Regions from separate parts of the Mus musculus genome. Here all the other regions are linked to region 3. The links are chromatin contacts, called in public Hi-C and promoter capture Hi-C maps. All regions are on one chromosome and are shown on one strand. Each heading gives the region's core, a stretch centred on a gene start, on an enhancer-like site or on the middle of the called end of the contact. The rest is flanking DNA. Distances are from core to core; before and after follow the strand shown. Region 1 has its middle 39 kb from the start of Gm34097. Region 2 overlaps Gm34097 (a long non-coding RNA gene). Region 3 holds the start of Prdm8 (PR domain containing 8). Region 4 has its middle 67 kb from the start of Gm34029.

The links. Promoter capture Hi-C pulls out the DNA fragments that hold promoters and counts their contacts. Hi-C and Micro-C count contacts between places; a contact is called where the count stands out from the background.
Region 1: a contact with region 3 is called in a promoter capture Hi-C map of pre-B cells. The contact joins the enhancer-like site here to the promoter of Prdm8 in region 3. A contact is called at or near these places in 13 of 39 promoter capture datasets (the 3T3-L1 cell line, 3T3-L1-derived adipocytes, the C10 cell line and 9 more), 1 of 115 datasets of contacts at active chromatin or transcription factors (embryonic forebrain) and 1 of 9 other capture datasets (macrophages).
Region 2: a contact with region 3 is called in a promoter capture Hi-C map of liver, with 2.8 times the contacts expected there. The contact joins the enhancer-like site here to the promoter of Prdm8 in region 3. A contact is called at or near these places in 12 of 39 promoter capture datasets (the 3T3-L1 cell line, the C10 cell line, the HPC-7 cell line and 7 more), 2 of 15 datasets of contacts at CTCF or cohesin (large pre-B cells and pro-B cells), 7 of 484 Hi-C or Micro-C datasets (the C10 cell line, the N1E-115 cell line, cerebral cortex and 4 more), 4 of 115 datasets of contacts at active chromatin or transcription factors (embryonic forebrain, large pre-B cells, neural progenitor cells and 1 more) and 2 of 9 other capture datasets (adipose tissue and liver).
Region 4: a contact with region 3 is called in a Hi-C map of muscle stem cells, with 2.1 times the contacts expected there. The contact joins the enhancer-like site here to the promoter of Prdm8 in region 3. A contact is called at or near these places in 8 of 39 promoter capture datasets (the 3T3-L1 cell line, 3T3-L1-derived adipocytes, the C10 cell line and 4 more), 1 of 15 datasets of contacts at CTCF or cohesin (pro-B cells), 3 of 484 Hi-C or Micro-C datasets (cerebral cortex, muscle stem cells and ventral hippocampal neurons), 6 of 115 datasets of contacts at active chromatin or transcription factors (T-cell acute lymphoblastic leukemia, astrocytes, bone marrow-derived macrophages and 3 more) and 1 of 9 other capture datasets (adipose tissue).

The regions. Positions count from the first base shown.
Region 1 is chr5:97,806,049-97,809,289 of GRCm38.p6, forward strand. No RefSeq gene overlaps it. Among named protein-coding and RNA genes, the nearest start is that of Gm34097, 39 kb to the right of the region's middle. Within about 2 kb of position 1,308, at least 44 of the 459 cell types and tissues checked have an H3K27ac peak or open chromatin away from gene starts, as enhancers often do. A contact at or near this core is called in pre-B cells, where this site is marked.
Region 2 is chr5:97,833,089-97,836,709 of GRCm38.p6, forward strand. The region is part of intron 1 of Gm34097 (a long non-coding RNA gene); the gene reads right to left. Among named protein-coding and RNA genes, the nearest start is that of Gm34097, 12 kb to the right of the region's middle. Within about 2 kb of position 1,918, at least 16 of the 459 cell types and tissues checked have an H3K27ac peak or open chromatin away from gene starts, as enhancers often do. A contact at or near this core is called in the N1E-115 cell line, liver and muscle stem cells, where this site is marked.
Region 3 is chr5:98,179,522-98,182,765 of GRCm38.p6, forward strand. Prdm8 (PR domain containing 8) reads left to right here and starts at 1,348. Exons shown (of 4, transcript NM_029947.2): 1 at 1,348-1,591.
Region 4 is chr5:97,701,513-97,704,706 of GRCm38.p6, forward strand. No RefSeq gene overlaps it. Among named protein-coding and RNA genes, the nearest start is that of Gm34029, 67 kb to the left of the region's middle. Within about 2 kb of position 1,374, at least 2 of the 459 cell types and tissues checked have an H3K27ac peak or open chromatin away from gene starts, as enhancers often do. A contact at or near this core is called in muscle stem cells, where this site is marked.

The DNA of each region.
Region 1 (3,241 bases), core at 58-2,557, 370 kb before region 3:
CATTTATTTGAAAGAAAGTAAAATGAGAGGGATTCATGGTAAGGTTTAGGAAGAAGAGGAGAGGGCTGGAGAGATGGCTCAGTGGTTAAGAGCACTAACTGCTCTTCCAGAGGTCCTGAGTTCAAAACCCAGCAACCACATGGTCGCTCACAACCATCTGTAATGTGATCTGACGCCCTCTTCTGATGTGTCTGAAGACAGCTACAGTGTACTTATAATAAATAAATAAATAAATAAATAAATCTTTAAAAACAAAGAAAGCGGAGGAAAGGACATGGTAAATAATGTAATTATGTTACATCTCAAGAAATTACTTAGAAATAATGTGATTATTATTGTAATTAACATGGGAAGCATTTTTGAGGAAAAGTTAAAGGTATATAAATATATAACAACTTTTAATGTTCAGAAATCCATCTTTAGAATTCTAACAATATCTCTGCCCTGTTCCTGCTTCTGCTGCTGTGTTTTCTCTATTCTCCAGCCCTGCTATTCTCCCATCTATTGCAGATAGCCTTGACTAGGTCCAGTCTGCTGCCCATGTTCAGTCTACTTTCTCTCCCTGCTCTAGACTCTTCCAGATGTGCCTAAATGTTCTCTCTGTCTCTCTGTATCTCTCGGTGTGTCTCTGTCTCTCTCTCTTTCTCATATATCTACAATAAAAACATCACCTAGTTATCAATAATAACCACAAATAGTAATTCATCAAGTATTAAAGATTATGATAAAATAAAGGCCCTTTACCCCACTCCTCTCTTTAATAGTAGTAAAATAGTAAAAGAGTGGGGGAAATGCCTGCTTCAAAAACAGTAAAAAGATAAAAGAAAAATTCCAAAACATGGGAGAGGTTCCAAATTGAATGGAATTTGTACCAAATCAATAAAGGTTTTTTTGAGGCAACCTCTAATGAGCTCATAGTTCACAACATATAGTATCATTTTAAACCAGCCAGAACAGCTCAATCAATAACTTTCCCAGCAATAAGAATATTGACAGTAGGTGGAAGACTACAGCATACAACAGCAAATGGAGAGGGAAGGGAAAGAATTAGGTAGAACAGATAGTCCTAGAAGAATCAGAGTGCCTGAGCAGAGGGAGAGGCCTTCATTGCTGGGCAAAATAAACAGAAAACAATAGACTCTGGAGTTTCCACAATTTACCCCTAATTCCCACTGTGACTACATTTGGAGATGTAGCTTAAATGAGATCACAAGGGTGTGGCTCTGGTCTGGTATTTCTGGTGTCTTTGAAACAAGACAGAGGCCAGCAGCATGCACTCAGAGAGTAGAGGCTGTGTGAGGACATAGAAATAAGACTAAGTCAACAGAGAAACCTCAGGAGGAAGTAAGCTTTGAAACCTGGAGTAGGGGTGCCCAGCCTTCTGAAGCATGATGAATTAATTCCAACATGTGGTTTTGATTTAGGGAAGCAAAAACAAGCTACTGAGAACACTAAGTCTGAAATTAGCATAAAGAAAATCTATACCATTTCAGGGCTTTCTTCATAGCGACTCAGACCTAGTCTTTGAAAAACATTGAAGGTAGAATACAAGATAAACAGTGTGTGGAAGGATAGTTTTTTGAGGCCCTATAGCCATGGTGAAACTTCATGAGTATACATTTATTTGACTGGGTATGAATAACAACATCTGTTCAATCCCTAAACAAATGTCTCCACAATGGGGGTACTCTTAGAATGGGTACATTTAGACACAAACTTATCTCACATCTAAGCATATATCTAATATATGTTTTCCATTTTTGAATTATTGAGTTTTTCTTTCCCCAATAAAATCCTAAGAAAAAATAATGCCCGGTTTCTAGTTTTCAACACCTCTCAATATCTTTTTAAAATAAAAATTATTGAGTCTGGAGAGACAGCCATAAAGAGTACTTTTGGCTCTTGCAGATGACCCAGGTTCAGCTCCCAGAACTCAAAAGTTGGGTAGTGACCATCTGTAACTACAGTTTCAGATCTCATGCCTCTTCTCACATTATTGGGCTCCTCTATGCATGAGGAGCACAAACATATACGTAAGCACATACACATAAAATAAATGAATATTTTTAAAATAAATAATTCTCATAAAATTCAAATAAGAAGATTTTTTTCTGTTACCTTTAGTGACAATCTCCAGATGTTGAAGAGCTAAGAGCTCTCCATTTTTTTGAAGCATTCGTGCATGTATGAGTGTATGCCAGTCTATCTCTCTAGCCATATATTCTTGTGAAGATTTACAAAAAGCATAGTATAATACATAATTTTCTTTATACTCAATGTACATTAGCAGTTTTCCTTTTCTTCCTGTATAGACCTAATTCTCTTAAATTATTACACACTACAAACCATAGTTAAAGTTGTTGTATTCCTAAAGGGCTCTTGTGTTCTTTTATTTTTCTCTTATAAATATTGTAATGAGCAGCCTTATAGATACATTATAACAGATTATAAGTATAGTCATTGGATAAATGCATGGCAGAAGTTATATAAATTTATGTGAAAAAGAAAGGAAAAATTCCAAAATTCACTCAGACACAAAGAAATAGCCTAACTAGACCCATTTCTAGTGATGCAATGAAGACAGAAGCAAAGGGATTACAAGCATATATCAAATTGCTGACATTTTTTTGTAAATCTGGGTATCCAAACCGATGTCCTGAGGCTTGTATTTCGAGCTCTCTACCAGCAGGCCTTCTCCCCAGACTCACAAGCTAATTTTTACTTTTGTGCTAAGTGATTTAAAAAAATCAAAATCAATTTGCTTTATTCTTATAAACTTTTCAAACCTTTCATTGTAAAAGAAACAAGCAAAATCTATAGAAGGCCAGGAAAGACTCAGATACATTGAAATATGTGGCTTATTCTTAAGTAGAAACCTGAAGTATTCTAAGATGCCAATTGTAAGTTAATCATTGGTGATAGTTGACTTCATTCTCACAAATAGAAGAACAAAATAATCCAGACTTGCCAAGCTGATTTTAAAGCTTCTAATAAAAAATAGCAAATACTATTTTCATGAAGTTTCTGAACAACAAGCAGGGAACACAAGGCTTTTGCATGAGAGAGAATAAAAATTCCAGCTTGATGACTTTTGGAATTGATTCAAGAATCATTAGGTCAGTGAAGTGGAACATTCCGTCAGAGTTGGAGGCAATATGAAGTTCTTGGTAGGTGATAAACATGTAGCAGTTGGGGGATGATGAATGGTTCCCTGGGAAATGTTACAGAAACCAGATAGCCA
Region 2 (3,621 bases), core at 668-3,167, 350 kb before region 3:
TGACCCATCTTAAGAAAGGACGCTATGAAAAGTGGCCTCATCACAGGTTCTGACAGAGGAGGTGCAACATGAAAGAGGGGGGACACTGATGAGAGGAAAGGAGGGATGGAAGAAGAGTGAGTTCAATATGAGCAGTAAAAGGCTCTTCAGATGTTACCTGAGACCTGAGATGTATGCATAAAATTTCATAAAGAAACCCATCATCTTGTTTGTTAAGTTTAAAGATTAATTCTAAAAGAATGTGAAAAACTAAAACCACTTTAGAAAGTTTAAAGGGGGTAGTGAACAAGTTCTGTTTCCTGGAAACTATCCTAACAAGTAGGTCTGAAGAATCCAGACCATGATGTATGAAAGTCTGGAAAGTTATCAACCTGCCACTCCCTTTTATGTCATTGGGGCACACACATAAAGATCCAAACACAATGGCTGGCTGGCCTTTTGATGAGGGGCATCTGTACTTTTAACACAGAGGCAATGACACATGTTTTTTTGTTTGTTTTTTTTTTTTTCTCATTTCAAACACACTTTCTCCTAATCTCTGAACATTTCTCAACAAAGTTTGCGAATCCACCCAGTTCTTTTTGTAGGGCGCCCTATAACAACAATATGTGTTTGGGGTTCACAGATGTTGTTTACAAATTCCTGTGTGTGACATAGCTCTGTTTCTGATAAACAAGTTATAAAACCTCAAAGTTCTGGCATAGAGGATTTAGAAATTAGACAAACTGTATGAGGTAAATATGACTATCAACAAATTTTAATCACTGATGTCTTCAGACTTGTCACAAGACAGTATTAATATGCCTGGAAATTTTTAAGGCTTGAGATAATTTTTTCAGAAAAACTCCACATATGTGTTACTTCTTTACCACGGAAACTTGGAGCATGCAAATCATCTTGTACAGAGTATACACTGTTGATAACTATACAAATTAATCAGAAATTATATCCTACCCTTAACACTTTAAACCGTACACTTATCACTCTAAAATTTGTGTATGTGTATCCAATAGAAGAGCCCTAAGCTTAAATTAATAATGATAATAGTGAAAATTATTATAGCTAGCACTATTGACCATTTTCTATGCTATAAGCATTCTGCTTGATGCTTTACATACATTATTCTATTTAATTTCGCACGATTGTGTGAGCTAGATCCTGATATTATCTCTGTTTTGTAAGTGTAATAACTCAGTCACAGAGAGATTAGAAGCTTCCAAAATAATGTCCAGCTTGTAAATCATAGAACAGTGATGAAATGTATTCTAAGAACCAAGATAGAAGGGAAATTGCTTCATATTTCTCTGAGGTGTATAACAGTAATTGTGTCTTTCCAATGAAGTACGATGAAATAATATCAGTTGATATTCTAAACTAATTTCAGTTCATTGTAAGGGTCTCTCAGTAGTTGTAAGGTGTTATTTTACCAGAATGAGTCATAATACAAGCAGTGACACCAGACCCTCATATGCATATGTAAATGTTTAAAATAGAACTTTATTTTCTGCTGGAGTTTATGCCTTATTATTATATGGAGAACAAATGTTTACAGGGTTTAGTGGACATGCTTGCCATTGCCTTGCCAGATGCTCAAAAGTACACAGAACTTGAAGCACTCTTGCAAATGTTTCCTGCTTTGCAATCTGGTCAGGCTACTCGAAGTTGCATTTCATTTCTCTCGACTCACATGGTCATCAAGTTTGACAAAAGGGCCTCCAGGTAGGCAAGCTTACTCCACAAAAGGGGACTTCTTAGAGCCTCTGTAGGATCCTTGGTGATCTTCACAGATCATGCCTTCCCAGCTGTTCCCTCTCTGCCTGGCTGTGGTCCAGTGAGATGATGCAAGGTTGAGCAATGGAATTGTGCTGAAGGAAGGGGGCCACAGAGGTCACAGAAACTCATGTAAACAAAGCTATGCCTGGCTTTTGAAAAGCAAGCTGAGCACTGCCCTCCACAGAGAGGGCACACATCCATAGAACAGTCAGAGGGGGGAGGCACTTTTGTTAATGACGTAAGTTATTTCAATGATTAGTGCATTTTGTAATAGCATTGGGACAGGGCTTTGAAATAGGTATGGCCAAGCCTTAATGGTCAACATTACCATTTTTTTCACCATTGGATTTTGAATTCCCTTATGGTCCTCATCTGATATGGAGGTATCACCTTTTGTTGCCAGGCTTACCCCTCATGACTTAGTGTTCTGAATTTCATTTCAGCCAAAATTAACATAGCACTGTTTCCTATATCTTGTTCTGTCATTACAGGATCTAGTCTGTACTTGAGATGTATTTTAGAGTCGCTATGCTAACTAGGATTAGAGTTTGGAAACAAAATTAGGTGAGAGAATTTCAAGCTATATTTGACACTGGAGCAACTCCATTTTGCAAAAAATACTGATTTTCTCCAGCTCTCCACACGTAGCTGTGGCATTGTATACTCCTGTGACCCCTGGAGATGCTGGAAAAGCCAAGTCCTTAATCCATTTGCCATTTGACTGTACACAGTCATTTGATCCTCAGCTCCACCTCTGTTGAACAGTAACTCCCAGCACTAACTGATGCAGGTCTGAGTCTTTCTAATCCTTTCCAGCTGTCCATGTTGCTTCGGTCAATTTCAGTTCCAATCTTTCCTCCAGTGTTCCCTTTATCACAAGGAAAGCAGAAGAAGAGGTAGAAAAGAGTGAAAGAACATTGAGAAGAACAAACTCTATTGTCTCCAAACTCTTGAACTATATAAAATTATATTTTAATTAGTAATATGGAATATTTCTGGATGAGACAAAATAATCAGTTAGGCACAGGAAAAACAAAAACAACAACAAAATAAACCAAAGTACTTATCTCAGAGTCTTAAACCCAAGAAGAAATGCATAGACCCTGAAGTCAGTGGGAGTCTCAGTCCTCAACTCTCTTTGTGTAGGGTTTGGGCTTAATTAACCTGTTGCTCTCTGTGTCTCTACTCTATGAATACGAAGATTGCTCCAAAAGCAAGTTAAAGGTCCAGAGTGATGGCTCAGTGGTTACGGGCACTATCTGGTCTTTGCAAAGAATCTACATTCAGTTCCTAGTATCTAAATGTCATCTAATGAATGTCTATAATTCTACTTTCAAGGGAATCCAACACTGATACTACAAATATACAGGTGGTACACGGGTTTACATGAATCACATAAAACAAATAAAACGGAGATGAAGTGATTTAAATTAAATTCTATGATATATGAGTTTATGTGTGAATGTATTTGTGTAGTAGTATACACGTAAGGTTCTAAAAGATGAGTGAAAATCAAAGAGAGAAAATAAGCAGTTAATAACCTGACAGAAGCATCTATGTTTGTCCTTAAGAACTCTCTACTGAATGATACAGTCAGTGGTATGTTTCCCCTCCCTAACTGTGTACTCCCTCACCCTAAACAGACTTCATCCATGGTCTAACTCTGATGTCATGAAGAAAAGATTCTGTTACTTGCTTTCTGATCTCTTGACAGTGCCTCATCCAAGATTTGACTGCTCCACCCCAGACTTGTATCATTGATCTCCACCTTGCCTTCCTGAACTCCCCTGTCAAATCATATTCCATTGCTTTCACATAAGCTATTCTTCTCAACCTGAAAATATTTTT
Region 3 (3,244 bases), core at 98-2,597:
GCTGCTCTTTGCCAACCCTCATATGCTCACTCTGAGAGGCAAGGACAGAGATTGTCTCCTCCTTAAATTCTGGCCCTGACTCCTGCCCTTTAGCGAGTAAACTATACAATTGGATTTATACTCAACCTGACCTATTGCTCAATTGAATTCCGGGAGAGTGGGGGTAGGAATTGAGGGATTGCCTGCGCCACTCAAAGGCCTTTCTTTCCTTAGGAATAGAAAGCCTACCAGAGAAAAACAGCCAGAGAGCCCCTAGCGTCATTGTTTTGTGGCCCCCGCAGAAGGAGAAAACTCTCTGGCTGTCAAAGACCTCAAGTCATTAGCATCAGCTGCCGCTCCAGAGGACAAGCCAGCGCCTCTAAGTGGCTTAGCGCACAAACGAGACTCCCGAGACAGCCTCACTCCTGTGATTCGGTCCACTCCTCCATCAACGGCTGGATGTGAAAGGCTCTTGAGAGTCCTTCTCAGTAATTTTTTTTTTAACTTTGAACCATCCTTTCTGTATCATGAGGTCTTAGAATCCTGGCCGCCATTATGGGACCCCCTTGGGAACCACAAAATACAGAGAGAGCACAGAAGGTGAAAAGCTTTAACACCTGAGTCCAATGACCTAGGCTTTTCCCAGCAACGCCCTCCTAGCCCATATCCACGCACAGACCCTTGTTCTGGGACCTAAAAACAGCCGAAGTCCCTTTAGGTGTCTGGCAGCATTCCAGACTTATCTTCTTACCCCATCCCATTGGATGGGAGATGGCTAGCCGAGTTCCCACCAAATCATACCCCCTGTCGCCAGTATTTACACGGGAGTCTCTGCTAGGTGGCATGAATGCATTTTAAGGAAGTCTGTTTGTCACCTCCTAGGCCACTAGCTTCACAGATCAGCGGCAGTCAATGGCCAAAGAATCCCGCGGGGCAAATTCTCACCCTCCTTTTGGGGGAGCAGGGACATACCACTCAAACTCTAGGGACATATGCAAGTAGTTCACGCGCTGGCAACATAGCCAATTCAACTCCTTGTCCTACGTCCTCTGAGTGCCCAGCAAAACGGAAAAGAACCGCTCTGCTCCTTCTGACACCTTCCTTCCTGAGCCCGAAACGGATTTTGCCAACCCAGGTGTCCCAGAGGGACCCAGCTGCAGGAGAAGGCAGGCCAGGATGCTCTCGGGGAGGCTATGCCACTTCGGGAAGGAGCTTAGGATCTGCCTAGCGCGGGCAGTCCAGAAAAACCAGGCTTGTGGCGCCGGAGGGATCTCCCAGACCGGCAAGAGTTAAAGGGAGGGGACGTGGGCTGTCACGCGTCATTGGGCAGATTATGTGCAGCAAACAAAAAGTGTGTGTCTGCGTGCCAGTCAGTCATTGCATCGGGTCCATCTGTACAACTCTCTCTCTCTCTCTCTCTCTCTCTCTCTCTCTCTCTCTCTCCTAATCTATCTGCATCTCTCTTCTCTCTTTGGACAGAACCCACAAGACTGACACCGACACCTCTTGACATGGAGATACACTAATGTAATAGGCAGGAAGGAACACTGGCTTGCACCCCGTTGGTTCCAGGTGGCCTTATTTGGGCGACTCGGTCCTGACCTTATTTCTGGTAAGTCTATTTGCTTTGACCTGGGAGGGGGATGGGAAGAGGACAGGTTGAGTACAAGGAGTGAAAAAATTGTCCCCCTTTTCCTCGTTATCTAGAAGATAGGAGGGAAACGACGCGGAATGTTGTTTCCACTGCCAATAAGATTATACAAAGGGAGGAGCGGGTAGGAGCACTTTTCTGGAGAAGCTAGGGACTGGGGAGCTCGCGGCTGCCAGACAATGCCAGCCCGGAGTGGAGGGAGAGCATCCGGCAGTAGCGACCGGCTTTCAGCGAGCCCAGCTGGCTCTGAGTTTCCCAGGAGGATCTGCGAAGGAAGAGAACCCGGGCCTAGGGATGGGCGTAGGACTGTGAAAGGCTAGATACTATAAAGCCCGGGGTCCTGCCTATCGCTATTGTGGCTGATTTGCGTCAAGGCGGCCACCGAGGCAGCATGGACCGCTATTAGCCCGGCTGTGGGACCTTTTCGCTGTATTGTTAGATAGAACTGCATTTTAATGACTGAGTCCCTGCTGTTGCCAAAGTGGAGGGCGATCTCCTGTCACAATAAAAAGCTTCTGTGAAGAATACTTTCAAACGCGAGGCAGAAATCAAGGTACAAACCGTTGAAATGTAGGCAACTGGGAAGAGAAAGAGGGTTTATACTGAAAGGGAGCTGAGAGAACCTGTATTCTGCAACGTATTTGACTTGCAATTGGAAATCAGAAGGGGACAGGACGAGTGCAGAAACAGAAAGTAGTATCATAAACTTTCTATGTTGTGGCTATTTTTCTTATTCCCACTGTCTGGAAAATATACTTGCCATTTGGGGCATATGGGAGAACGAATAGGAAAGGGGCTAGCCAAAGTTACAGGCATTGCATTTTCTTACATTTGTATGGCAATTGGCTAGTGGATGTTGATTTAAACAAAATACACATCGCCTATATTTTTCTTTAATGAGAAGCTAGCTGAACAAGAAAAGAGTAAGATCGGTTTTCCCCACGGCCACTTAAGGTATATAAATACAGAGACAATCACTGTCACTGGTGAAACTGCTAGGGAAAAACCAACTTAGAGGAATTGTTAGATTTCCCCAAGAAAAATGGCATGGCTAACTAAGACCTAGTTTAAATAATTTAAATGATTGCTTTCTTTAAGTGCTAAGTATTACAGGGGGTGTCCAGTGGCTGAGGAAGGAAACGATCCCTGTAAGACGGCTTAATAGAGAGCCCGCCACTGGGGCATTACTTCTAAATTGCTGCGGATTAAACAGCTGGAGGGCCCACTCAGGACCATTCAAGCAGGGCTGACCCCTTCTAGCCCAAACAGGGTGGTATCAAGGGAAGTGAGAATTCACCAGTCATTACACACAGAATTTCAGACAGGGGACACTTCAAGCCTGCCCTATACCTGCTCGCTTCATGGGCCACAGGCGACTCAATCCACCCTCTTGTATAACAAGGTAACTGGGATTCAACCTCATCCATAAATAAGCATGTCGAGAAAAAATAATTACCTCTGCTTGCTGCTTTTAATTAAAGCCTCAGAGGGACAGTGCTGGATTATGGTAATGAGCAGACATGCGTCCCTTCTTGTAGGCTGCAAAGAAAGGTTAGCTGACATAGAATTAGTGGCCCTGACACTCCACTTGAAATCCATTCGCCATGCTCCGTG
Region 4 (3,194 bases), core at 124-2,623, 480 kb before region 3:
AATGTTATATGATCATGGTACTAGTTCATATATACTTGGCACAGAGTAGGTACCAAGGAAAATGGATAAATGACACACTTGCTGCTTTCCTGTATCATTTTCAAGATATGGCTTCTCTTTTTCATCCTGCACACATTCATTGTCTTCCTTGACCTCCACTCCCCAGGTTGGGGTGAAGAATATGGAGAGTAATGATGGGTAGAACATAATTGTAGCTAGAAGGCCTTGCATTCTAAAAATAAATAAAATATATTCCATAAACCACTGACCTTGAAAAAGTTCTGCACCTGCTGGAGGTCAGTGCAGCTTGTTACAGACGGATTACCCAGGTGACCCTAGTCTTCATGGGAAAATGATAGAGCCATGGAGTGGAAACCATCCGGAAAGAGAATAAGCCAGAGACATACCTGCTCTTGTGCTATTTGAACTTGTGAACACCACCCTGTAGAGAAAATATTTTGTGTATTGTATGGATGCATCACCTGTCAGGAAAGAGGACATGGGATATCCAGGAGGAGACAGAATTCTGGGATACAGCCAGGCGGGGTAGATTTGCCAGGAAGATGTGACAAGTTGGACACATAGTATCTGAGCACAGGTAACCAGACAAATGGCAGAATATCAGAGAAGAGGTAATTATAAGTCTGAGGTATTTGTAAAAATATTTTGAGTCTGAGTCTTATTCCTGGGAGCATGGGGCTGTAGCCAGAACCAGACCAAACTTCAACACCACCCACGTGTTCTCTCTATCGCACCACAGCCAGAGAGTGCATGATTTTTAGTATGAATGGATTTTTTTCCTATGATCTACAACATTTGACCTCTTTGCTTTGCATTTTGGAATTTCAGTTTGTCCTGGTGAACAGATGAAAACAGAATTCCACCAGGGTGTGGGATGGGCGATGGTAGACTTGGAGGCACTCTGAGCTCACTGGATCAGGTAAACAGAAGTAGGTGAGTGTGAGCCAATGAGCTTTTGACTCTTCCTACACACCCAAGTGTGAACACAGGAAATCACAAAGTGAGAGCAGAGGAAACATCGCCGAGCCTAGCCCACTATTAAAATCAAAGTTGAATAAAATAGAGTAAAATAGAAACCAGTATCCATGAAGTACTCTGCATATGTACAGATTTCTCGACACGGCATAACCTGACCTTAGATACATCTTTTTTCTTGGGTAGGTATTTTGTATTAGAATCTTTACATGGGGTGTAAGGTCATGTCTATGGGGCAGCCCTTCTCTGAGGAGCCATCATCCAGCCCATCTGCTAAGGAACTGTGAGGAATAAAGTCTGCCCTCCTGGCCTCGCCAACCCGAGGCATTAATAGAACATAAGAGCTTACGCAATGGCACTGGATCTGTGGCAGCTGTTTGTTCAATGTTTCATGCTTTTAGTCACATCTGCTCCAAATGAGTGTTAATATTGCAGTGGCATCCACTAAGGATGGGCTCTGTCAGCTTTGCTGAGCATCAGTCTGACCCCTGCAACAATAGAAAAGGCACTGTGTCCCCCAATATGGTCTTTTAATACATTCAAGCCCTCTTAACCTGGGGGTTACTCTAACCACCCCTCTTTATCTTTGTCTGTCTCCTCTTTCATGGCCCCCTCCCATAAGAACCCAAGTCAGTGAATCTCAAGGAGAAAAACTGCATTTATTTCTAGCACTCTGTCCACCAATGTCAGATAACAGTTTATTCATCCCTCGGCCCCTGGATGACATTGAAGCATATCAACAGTGACAAAAGTATATTGAATAATTATCTCGAAATTAATACATTATCCCAAACTTAAATAAATGTCATCTGATCAATATATCTTGGAATGGAAAGGGAAGAGAATGTGAAGGGCATCGCCTCATTATTCATTAATTTTAGAGTAATGTAGGCTGATGAAATGGTTATCTCAGAGCACTGCTATAACACTCACTGGCATTTTAAATAACTCCCAATCTTTAACAGTATATATTCCCTTGTTAGAACAGCTTATAGGTGTTAACGCTTTGAATTCCGGGATCTTTAAAGTCCATTGACAATATTCAAGGACTGTTGCTATCATTTCTCTCTTTTAAAAATGTCTTTCCATTTTCTTTGGTAACTCCTTGCTGTGGCATGGTCTCATCTTAAGTCCTAATGAAGTAGCCCATTAATGCTGCAGTCCTGTGGATTCTAATTGTTCCATTAATAATATTCCCAAGGATGAAATAAATAACTCAATTATATTTCAGTTCTCCAGTGTGCAAATGAGACGTATAGGATAATACCTCCCAGAACTTATATAAACCTGCAGGAAGAATGTTTTAGCGGATAGGGGTTCCATATTATGAGAAAGCCAGTAGGTAACCATAATAGCTGAATTATGACCAGAACGCTTTGATTCATGTGAGTACACAGTTTAAAGTGCAATTTCCTTACTTCATTGCTTTCTTTCTGTCTTATTTTTAAGTTAGTAGTTAGCATATTTTCATGTGCCTTTTGTGATAGATACATTACTGAGGCCACATTTGAAGAAGTCACCCCTTTCTATGCATAAAATTACTTTGTGAATTTTAAATACTTCTTTTCCTTTTTATTAAAAAAAGAATCATTTTATATAAATATCCTGATAATGTTTCCCTCCTTTTACTCCTCCCAGTTCCTTCCCACCTCCCCTCCTATTCAGGTCTACCTTATTTCTGTCTCTTATTAGAAAACACTCAGGCTTCTAAGAGATAATAATAATAATAAAGTACAAAATAATAATGTAAAACGAGAGCAAACACATCGTAATAGAACAAAACAAACGGAAGTAAACGACTCCAAGAAAAGACACAGAAGCAGATACAGACACTGAGACTCGCTTGTTCATACATGCAAGGGTCCCATAGAAACACAAAACTAGAAGCCATAATACATACACAAAACACACAAAGTACACAGATGCCATTGAGTCCCCTTTCTGTTGACCATCTACAACAGCACATGAGACCTTCCCATAAGAGCAATTTGTTTCCCTAGTGAGAGTCCCTTGGAGTAAGCTAAATTTTCACTTGCAAGTGTCTATCAGTTGGAGATAATGTCTGGGTTAGAGAGATGGGGCATGTGTCCACTTCTTCTGGTGTAGACAAATGAAGGCTCTGGGCATGCTGCCTCAGTCTTGGTGAATTCATATGTATACCAACCTTGTTGTGTTTAGAAAGCTTTGTTTCTTTTATG